Linked DNA regions of Gossypium hirsutum: region 2 is linked to region 1. A link is a contact called in public Hi-C data. All regions are on one chromosome and are shown on one strand. The core of a region is the stretch at or near the end of the contact, and the rest is flanking DNA. Distances in the headings are between cores, read along the strand shown. Region 1 has its middle 5.0 kb from the start of LOC121204555. Region 2 holds the start of LOC107926875 (sucrose synthase 2).

The links. Hi-C and Micro-C count contacts between places; a contact is called where the count stands out from the background.
Region 2: a contact with region 1 is called in a Hi-C map of leaf, with 2.0 times the contacts expected there. The contact joins the promoter of LOC107926875 here to the enhancer-like site in region 1. A contact is called at or near these places in 15 of 34 Hi-C or Micro-C datasets (anther, fibers, leaf and 2 more).

What each region holds. Positions count from the first base shown.
Region 1 is chrA08:94,441,077-94,445,762 of Gossypium_hirsutum_v2.1, reverse strand. No RefSeq gene overlaps it. Among protein-coding and RNA genes, the nearest start is that of LOC121204555, 5.0 kb to the left of the region's middle. Within about 2 kb of position 1,907, at least 8 of the 9 cell types and tissues checked have an H3K27ac peak or open chromatin away from gene starts, as enhancers often do. A contact at or near this core is called in fibers and leaf, where this site is marked.
Region 2 is chrA08:94,491,909-94,496,594 of Gossypium_hirsutum_v2.1, reverse strand. It overlaps LOC107926875 (sucrose synthase 2), which reads left to right and starts at 2,076. Exons shown (of 15, transcript XM_041074568.1): 1 at 2,076-2,405; 2 at 2,569-2,701; 3 at 3,196-3,347; 4 at 3,476-3,668; 5 at 3,883-4,001; 6 at 4,148-4,364; 7 at 4,455-4,550; 8 at 4,647-4,686. The coding sequence starts at 2,308.

The sequences.
Region 1 (4,686 bases), core at 658-3,157:
CAACAAAAAATAAAGGTTTTAGTTTAGGGTTGATTTTTTGGTCTTTTGGGCTTTAACACATAAGAGAATGAAATCAAGGACGATACAAAAAGGCAAAAGGGCCTTGACCACCTAAAATGATATATAAAAAATTAGCGCATTTAAAAATTTGAATTTTTAAGTTAATATAATGATTAAATTGCATCTTGACATTTTAAGATGGTAAATTTCTTTTGTAATCCCTTTAAACATTATGAAATAATATATTAATGTAATGATGAAATTATATTTTAACCCCTTTAAAAAAATATAATTTAATCTTTACCCATAAAAAAATTTAGCGGTGCAATCCCGCGACTTAACAATAAAGCAAATTTGAGTTCTTAAAAGATTAAGAAAAGGTAAAACAATGGAGCAAATTGTAAATACGACTGAAAATGTCTTATCTAGAAATTGGTAATGTTTCTAAATCTAGGTCAGCCGTCGATCGGGAAACAAAAAAAGTCAGATTTAAGGAAGACAACAGTATTGCGGATGTCGAAATGATAGGGGATGTAGTCTCACCATCAAAGGACTTGGTTTCACCAGCAAAGATCTCTTGGAAGTAGATGCTTATTGGAAAAGGGGATCCCAATCAAGGTGAAAGGCATCAATTTGCTAGTAAGGATAATGAGGGAGAAATTGAATTTTTGGAAGGGGACGTTAAAAAAACTATGGTTAATGGCATCCTGGCAATAGAATTTTCGAAACGTATTCAACATGTCCTTTTCAAGGATATGAGACTTTAGTGGCGTTGAAATTGTTGGGTAGGAATATTGGTTACATAGCTCTGTTCAACCAGATTAGTAGCTTATGGCGATCATCTAAGTCGTTCAATCTTATGGATATAGAGAATGGCTATTTCTTAGCAAAATTTCAGAGTATTGAGGATTATAATAAGGTCCTTGTCATATATGGCCAATACCTCATTGTTCAGCCATGGACAAAGTATTTTAATCCTATGAAACCTTACCCGAGTATGGTGTTAGCTTGGATTAGATTACCAGGACTCTCGGGTTTCATGTATAAACGGAGAATTCTGGAAGTTGTTGGAGGTTTTGTGGGAAATGTGGTCAAGCTTGACCTTAATACTGACAAAAAAACAAGAGGTTTTGCTAGAATGGTTGTTTTTGTTGATCTCAGTAAATCCCTTATATCCCAAGTTATAGTAAATAAAGAACTACAAATGGTCGAGTATGAAGCTTTACTGACCATCTACTTTTTTTTTGTGAAAAATATGGTAATCTGAAAGACTTATGCCCTTCGCTGGTGGCTAAAAAGAGTATTATGGTCGAGGAAGTCAATGGCAACAAGGACTTGGCGGAATTGATGACTGCGGGTTGGGGATTTGCTTTTCGACCGTGGATGGTGGTGAAACGAAAAGCTCGCGTAATCAGAGGAAAGAGATTCAAGGAAAATCTAGATTGGGGTCGAGATTTTCGGTGTTGAATAGAAGGAGAATTTGGATTCAATAGGGGAAGGGAAGGAAGATAGGATTTTGGGGGGTTCTGTTAAGGAAATTAAAAATATTAAAGGTGTGTCTGTGCGAATTCTGGGGAAAGAAGAAAATAGGTGTGAATGTTGAAGGGACAGAACTGAATAGTTTTCATAATAAGACAGATGGGTCAGTTGAGCTTGTTATTGATAATTTGGGCCAGGTTTTAAGCAAGAAAAATCCCTATTTTTTTGTTAATGATGCAGGCATTAATGCTTCTATTGTGAACCCAAAGAGTTAAGCCACGATAGTTAACAATAATGGGCTGTAAAAATGAGATAGTGTCGACTTAAGCTTGTGGGCTGTATGGGAAATTGCTAAGGACCTTGTGATCTGACAAACTAGGAAAGGTGGTCCACAATAAATATCGAAAAGTCTCTTTATAGATGGGTCCACTCAGTCTAAGGGCCAAACATTTAATGGGGATGGCTCTTTCTTGGAAACGTGTGGGCAGAGCACTAAAACAGAATTAAATGAAAACATTTTTGGGGCTAGTAAACAATTGGATTTTTCCAGTACAGATTCGATTGAAATTGCTAACTCATTAATTAATTCTAATTTAACAACTTCTCGTGACAATCCCACTTTTGAATGTTCGAAAAGGATTATGATTAAATTAGATGATAAATTCTTGGACCCAGTGAAACATACGGCTGTCATTTTCAATAATAGGATTGCTTTTGATAAAAGAAAAAATATTGGAAGTGATATTAAAGTTGGGGGTAGTCCAAAAAGTCATGGATCTTTTGAAAATGTTGGAAGAAACCGTAATGGAAAAAAATTGGATAAGACTATTCGTAATTGTGGGAATAGTTTTAAGTTCATTAGGAATGCTCGAGTTACATTGTCTAATTCTATGAATACCTTGATTGAGGTTATTAATGATAAATTTGACAAATAAAATATTAAAGGATCAGAAGCCTCGGTAGGAGTATAGAATCTTGAGCATTTGGGCTCAGACTAGTAAGTTGGTCTCTTTATTTATTTATTTATTTATTATGAACTTAACGGGTTTTTCATGGAATTGCTAGGGATGTATAAGTCCAAAGTTTATTCGTTATTTTCGTTAGTACAACAGAGAGTATAATCCTAATATTGTTAGCTTGCTGGAAACAAGAATAAGTGGTTTTAAAGCAGATAAGATTATTTTTTGTTTGGGTTTTCAATGTTCTCACAAGGTAGAGGCTATTGGATTCTCTAGAGGCATCTGGGTGAGATGGATGGAACAACTTTCCATTAAGGTTTTATGTATTAATTCTCAATTTATTTGTATACAAGTTTTTAGAATTGATTCTGTTTTACCTATTATCATTGTTTTTGTGTATGGTAGTCTTGATAGACAGAAAATAAGGAAACTTTGGGTGGAACTTTGTTCTGTCATTCCAACAGATGATACTCCTTGGATGGCTATTGGTGATTTTAATGCTTTTTTTTATTCGAGTGAAAAGAAAGGAGGGTGAACTGTTGGGAAAGGATGCCATCTCTTTAATGATTTTCTTGAAGTGTCTAACTTGCAGGATTTAGGTTTCAAGGGGTCTTCATTCACTTGGTATTGTGGTGGGCTTTTTGAAAGATTGGATAGAACTATTGGAAATAATTCTCAGTTAAGAACTTTTCCGAATTGGTCAGTCATTCATCCCCCGAGAATCAAGTCGGATCACAGACCTCTGTTTTTGTTACTTAATCCAAAATTTATCTTGCCCAAAGGTTATCCCTTCAAGTTCATTGCTAGATGGGTAGAGCATCCTAATTGTTTAGATTTCGTGAAAGAAAAGTGAAGTTTTAAAGGTAACATGACTGATTCCCTGAATAGTTTTACCGATATATTAAAGTTTGGAATAATTCTATTTATAGTATTACTAGAGCTAGAGTCCGAAAGAAGTATATGATGCAGAGGTTATATAATGTCCAAAAGCCCTAGAAAGATGTTTTTCTGTGAATTTAAATATGGTGGAAACTCAGATTCGGGAAGAGTTGGAATACGTCCTTCATGAGCTTCTTTGAAAATAAAAAGCTAGGTGTGATTAGTTATAGTTTGGCGATAGGAATACTAAATTTTTCCACTTCTGCGCGGTTCAGAGAAGGAATCGTAGTAAAATTTCTGCTTTAAATAACGATGAGGGTGAATGGATTTTTAAAGATGAGTGGTTCCAAACTAAAACTGTTAGGTTTTTTAAGAATTTGTATGAGGAGGTACTAATTTGTACGAAAGCGTTACCCCCTAGCTCCTTTTTGAAGCTTAGATATGATGATGAGGTTTTCTTGATGAGAACTGTTTCTGATGAAGAGATAAAATTGGCTATGTTTGCCATGGCATCTCTAAAAGCACTTGGTAGCGATAGTTTTCACGCTCCTTTCTTTTAAAGTCAATGGGAGTTGGTTGGTGGAGCTATTTGTAATTGGGTTAAGAAATTTTTTTATGGTGAGCCAATTGATAATGATCTTAATAATACTCTTCTGGTGCTTATCCCTAAGGTCCAAAATCTCGAAGGGTGCGTAGTTCCGTCCAATAAGCTTGTGTTCAGTTCTTTACAAGCTGGTTATGAAGATTATTGCTAACAGGTTTAAAGTGGTTTTATCAAGAATCGTAGGTAAAGAGTAAGCTGGTTTTATTGCTGGGAGGAACATTAAGAATAATATTATTGTGGTCCAATAGGTTATTCATTCTATGATGAGCATACATAAAAAGTGGATAGCTATTAAGATCGACTTGGAAAAAGCCTATAACTTAATGAGTTGGGACTTTATTGACACCTCCCTTTAAGTGGCAAATATTCCCGATTTCTTAGGAAAGTCATTATATCTGCTATCATGATTTTTACCATACAAATTTTCTAGAACAAGGTTCCCATTTAGAAGTTTAGACTAGTTATAGGTATCAAACAGAGGTGCCCCCTCTCTCTGTATCTTTTTGTTCTTTGTATAGATTGGTTAGGTCAGAGCATCGGTTCATCTGTAAGTTTAGGCTTTTGGTCCCCCATTCGACTATTCAGGTATGGTCCTAACCTTTCTCATCTATTTTTTACTGATGATCTTATTATTTTTGGAAAAGTTGATATCAGACAAGCTAGGCTTATAAAGAATTTGTTGGATAACTTCTGTGGTTACTCTAGACATCGAGTGAATGCTCAAAAAATGAATATTTTCTTTTCTAATGGTATGGATGAAAATTA
Region 2 (4,686 bases), core at 827-3,326, 51 kb before region 1:
AATACAAAAGTATAAAATGATATGAGCAATAGCAACGATAATAAATAAACGTTAGTCCTATAATCATATAAAATAACAATGTATATAAACAAATAAATCAAAACTTCCATTCAAAATGATAATAAAATGAAATAAATAGTGAACACAAATAAAACGTAAAGGAATATATATGTATAGAAATGTAAATTAAAATATGTGTGTATACGTAAGTTACAAAATATATGAAATATATATAAAGTATGTTTTAAAATATAAAGAAAAAATAAATATGTATGAAGTGTATGTAAGTATATAAATATGTATATATAATAAAGGTGTATGAAAATATATTTTATATACATATATTTATAAAAATGCGTATAGATATACACAGATGGTTTTAAGCTATGAAGTATGAAAAATATGTACATATATGAATTATAAAATATATAAAATATGTACATATATATAGGTAAAAATATGTATTTATTTATTTATAAAGGTTAGAAATATGTATGTGTATTATAAATATATATGCATGTATAAATAAATTATAAAAGGTATGTTTATATGTATATATATATTACAAAAAAAATGTGTATAAGTATATGTAGAAATATATAATAATATATGTATATATCTATAAAAGCAATTATAATAATAATAATAATGCAATAACAATAATAATATAAAATTTGTAAAGAAAATAAACAAAATCACTAAAGGATCAGATTAAACATTAAACAAGATTCGGGGAGTTCAAAGCGCAAATAAACGAAAGGGGAGGGATTGATCTGAACACGCATGTAACATGGAGGGTCCATCAAAGAAAATTACCCTTCCTTTAAAACGGCATAGTTCGAGTAAGGACGAAGTTGAAAATACGGAAAAAATTTTGGGTAAATTTAAAAAAATTAAAAGAACCTAATTTTAAAAGTATTAAAAAAGCGGAAGGGCTAAACGCGCAATTAGCCCTTCCGTTAAAACACGCGGATCCCCTAAGGCAGACGGGTCGGGTCTCGGGTCTTATGCAGAAACGGCGTCGTTTTAGGGGCTTTCTGACCCTTCCAAAACGGCGCCGTTTTGGATCCTTATATAAATCAAACCCCCCTAAAAAAAATCATTTCATCCCTCTTTTTAAAAAAAAAATTTCAGAACTCTTTCTCCCCTCTCTCTTCTCCGGTCAAGGGCCTGGGCAAGAGCCACCGTGCCGGCCACCGGTCGCCGGCGCCGGCGCCGCCGTGCACGGCGGTAGGGAGACCAAAAGTCTCTCCTTTTTCTCTCCGATGCCTCTCCTCGACCTCCTGAACGCTCCGGTGACGGCAAAAAAGGTAAAAATGCCTCCTTTTTTATTTTTGTTTCGAAATAAAATAAAATAAAATAAACGAAAAAACGACCTTTTTTATTTCTGTTTTCTTCCAATCTTGCAAAGAGTTACAAAAAGAGATCTCTTTTTTTGCAAAGGACCAGATCGATTCCCCCCCCCTCCATTACAATGGTTGTGTTCGGCTTATATAGCCAAATCTTTAAAACTGTTAAACTTCTATTTCTTTATTGTTTCTGTTGTCTTCTAGTGCTTGTGTGTTGTTTGCTCTATGTTGCAGGCGGGCAGTTGGGCAAATGGCAGAAAGCAGGTGAACGGCGGAGCAGGTGAGGAGGCCAGGGGCAAGGACGTGCGGCGCTAGGCTAGGGTTAGGGGTTAGGTCTGTTTTGGTCTTGGGTTTGGGCTGGTTCAGATTGGGCTTTGGGTCTGTATTGGTTTCGGGCCTCGGGCAAAAATGGGCTCTTACACTATAGGCTCCTAATTTCAAGCACAATTTTAATATATTTTAGTGGAGTCAATTTGTCTTAGTTTTATTATCTTTGTTGTTTTTGAAGAAACGTGAAGAAAATGAACTTCTCTTCTATCCAATTAGGCATCAAATAATTATTCGTTTTATTATATTCTTACCAATAAAAAATTAAGATCATTTTTCAACTATAAAGTTTTTAATGGCAAAAATCAAACATATGAATAATTGAGGGACTAAATAACGAAATTATCCAATTTTGTTTCAACATCATGATGCGGCAACTTGGACTTTCGCCTTCATTACAAATTATTTCAACGTGTCGCAAATCCAATGAACAAAGAGTAAAACCATCAGCTGCGTCCGTCATCCCCTCATTGCGCTGATCTATATTTATATTATATATGTAACCGCAGCGATTGCCTCACAGCTCACTCAAACTCACTGATTTCTGATAAAAACTCTTTTTCACTTTTTTCTTTCCAATCAATAATAGTTCACTTCAACAGCAGTAACAGAGTAGATACGAAGTCTAACAATGGCGAATCCTAACCTCGGTCGAAGTCCTAGCATGAGGGACCGCGTGGAGGACACGCTTTCTGCTCATCGTAACGAGCTCGTTGCTCTTCTCTCCAGGTGCGCTCTTCCGCGATTTTACAGTTCCTATCACCTTGTTCTCTTTTTCTTTTCCGGATTTTAAATTTTGCAGTCTCTATTTGGCTTATGGGAAAACGATGAAAAGTAAAAGGAAAGGAAAGGAAGATATGTTACTGAAGTTTAGGGTTGTGGAATTTTGAAGGTACGTGGCGCAGGGAAAAGGAATACTGCAACCGCATACTTTGATCGATGAACTGGAAAATGTTGTAGGCGACGACAAAGCTAGAGAGAAGCTAAGTGATGGTCCCTTTAGCGAAGTCCTTAAATCTGCACAGGTCATTTCCCCCCCTTAATTATCGTATTAATTTTTAAGATATTGTTAGCTTTTATATATTAAAAAGGATAAACGACTTTTTTAGATATTTATTTAATTTTCGTCCGTGATTCATGATGCAGTAAATAAAGTATCTAATACTTTTTAAATGCTTAATTGTTTTTTCAGCTAAATTATTTTTGTACTATTTAGTTTCAGTTGAACTTTTAGGTTTTTTTTTTTTTTTAAGATTCTGTTTTCCTAAATTTACTCTAATTCAATTTACAAATGAATTTCTGGATGTGTTTTATGTTCTTTCCTTACCTCGATGCTGCGTCTTTAAAGGAGTGTATGTAAACTGAAGTTTTAGTAGTAATGCTATTTAATTTTCACGCCTAACTTTCAGCCTTTGTACTAGGTAAGCTTTTAACGTCTGTCAAATGGAATATGTACGGTCTCGATTATGTTATTGTATTTAATATACTAAATTGTTGGGGTTTTTTTTAATAACTACAGGAGGCCATAATTCTGCCTCCATACGTGGCTATAGCAGTTCGCCCAAGACCTGGTGTTTGGGAATACGTACGAGTCAATGTTCATGAACTCAGCGTGGAGCAACTGGATGTGTCCGAATATCTTCGCTTCAAAGAAGCACTTGCAGATGTGGGGTAAGCTTATTTTCTGTTCTTTTTAAGTTGCGGTTATTGTTTCTTTGAAGTCAATAGATTCATAGTACTTGATTATGAATGTTCTACCTCATAACTCATTGTGATTTTTCTTTTTACACATTGCGTAGGGAGGACAACCATTTTGTGCTTGAGCTTGATTTTGAGCCATTCAATGCATCCTTTCCTCGGCCCAACCGCTCTTCATCCATTGGCAATGGCGTCCAATTCCTCAACCGTCACCTTTCTTCAAACATGTTCCGTAACAAAGATTCTTTGGAGCCTTTACTTAATTTCCTGAGAGCCCACAAATATAAAGGGCATGTAAGTATTCATCAGAGGGGTTTCCTTTAAACCCCTTACCATAGTTGCAACTTCACTAGCTATGTGTTATGTTCCTTTAGATTTTAGGAAAAGAAAATTTTGCCTTGTTTTATGTGTGGTGACGTATTAACAGCTTTGGAAAGGAATATGTCGGAGTATCTATTTTGTGATGAAATTCTCATAACAAGATAAACTAATGAAGGTTTTTCTGTAGGCATTGATGTTGAATGATCGGATACAAAGTATACCCCGACTTCAAGCTGCTTTGGCTAAGGCAGAAGATCATCTTGCTAAGCTTTCACCTGATGCACCATATTCTGAGTTTGAATACGAGTGAGTTTCTATTTGTGTTCTATTTGTATATACATTTAATACATACATATAGATTTGTTTCAAGGAGTCTATCAGCATATTGGTAGTGGCAGAGCAATAAAGTTGTTGACATCTCTGTCTGATTTTTCCTTGTTTTATGAATGCAGATTACAAGGAATGGGTTTTGAGAGAGGATGGGGAGATACTGCAGCTCATGTTCTGGAGACGATGCATCTTCTCTTGGACATCCTTCAGGCACCTGATCCCTCTATATTAGAGACATTCCTTGGGAGAGTGCCTATGGTGTTTAATGTTGTCATTCTGTCTCCACATGGATACTTCGGGCAAGCAAATGTATTAGGTTTGCCTGACACTGGTGGTCAGGTTTGTAGTGAATCTGATGTTTAACGTGTAGGATAATTTATATGTAAATATCTTCATTTAAGATCTCCATTTTTCTTATTTAATGTGTAGGTTGTTTATATACTGGACCAAGTGCGAGCCTTAGAGAATGAAATGCTTCTAAGGATAAAGAGGCAAGGACTTGATATTACTCCCAGAATTCTTATTGTAAGTATACTAACTAGATGCCATATTGCTTTATTTTGTTTTCAACACTTATATTTTGCCTATGTAAATTTGACACATTTTTTCTTCTTGTTTAAGGTGACCAGGTTAATACCTGATGCGAAGGGAACTAGTTGCA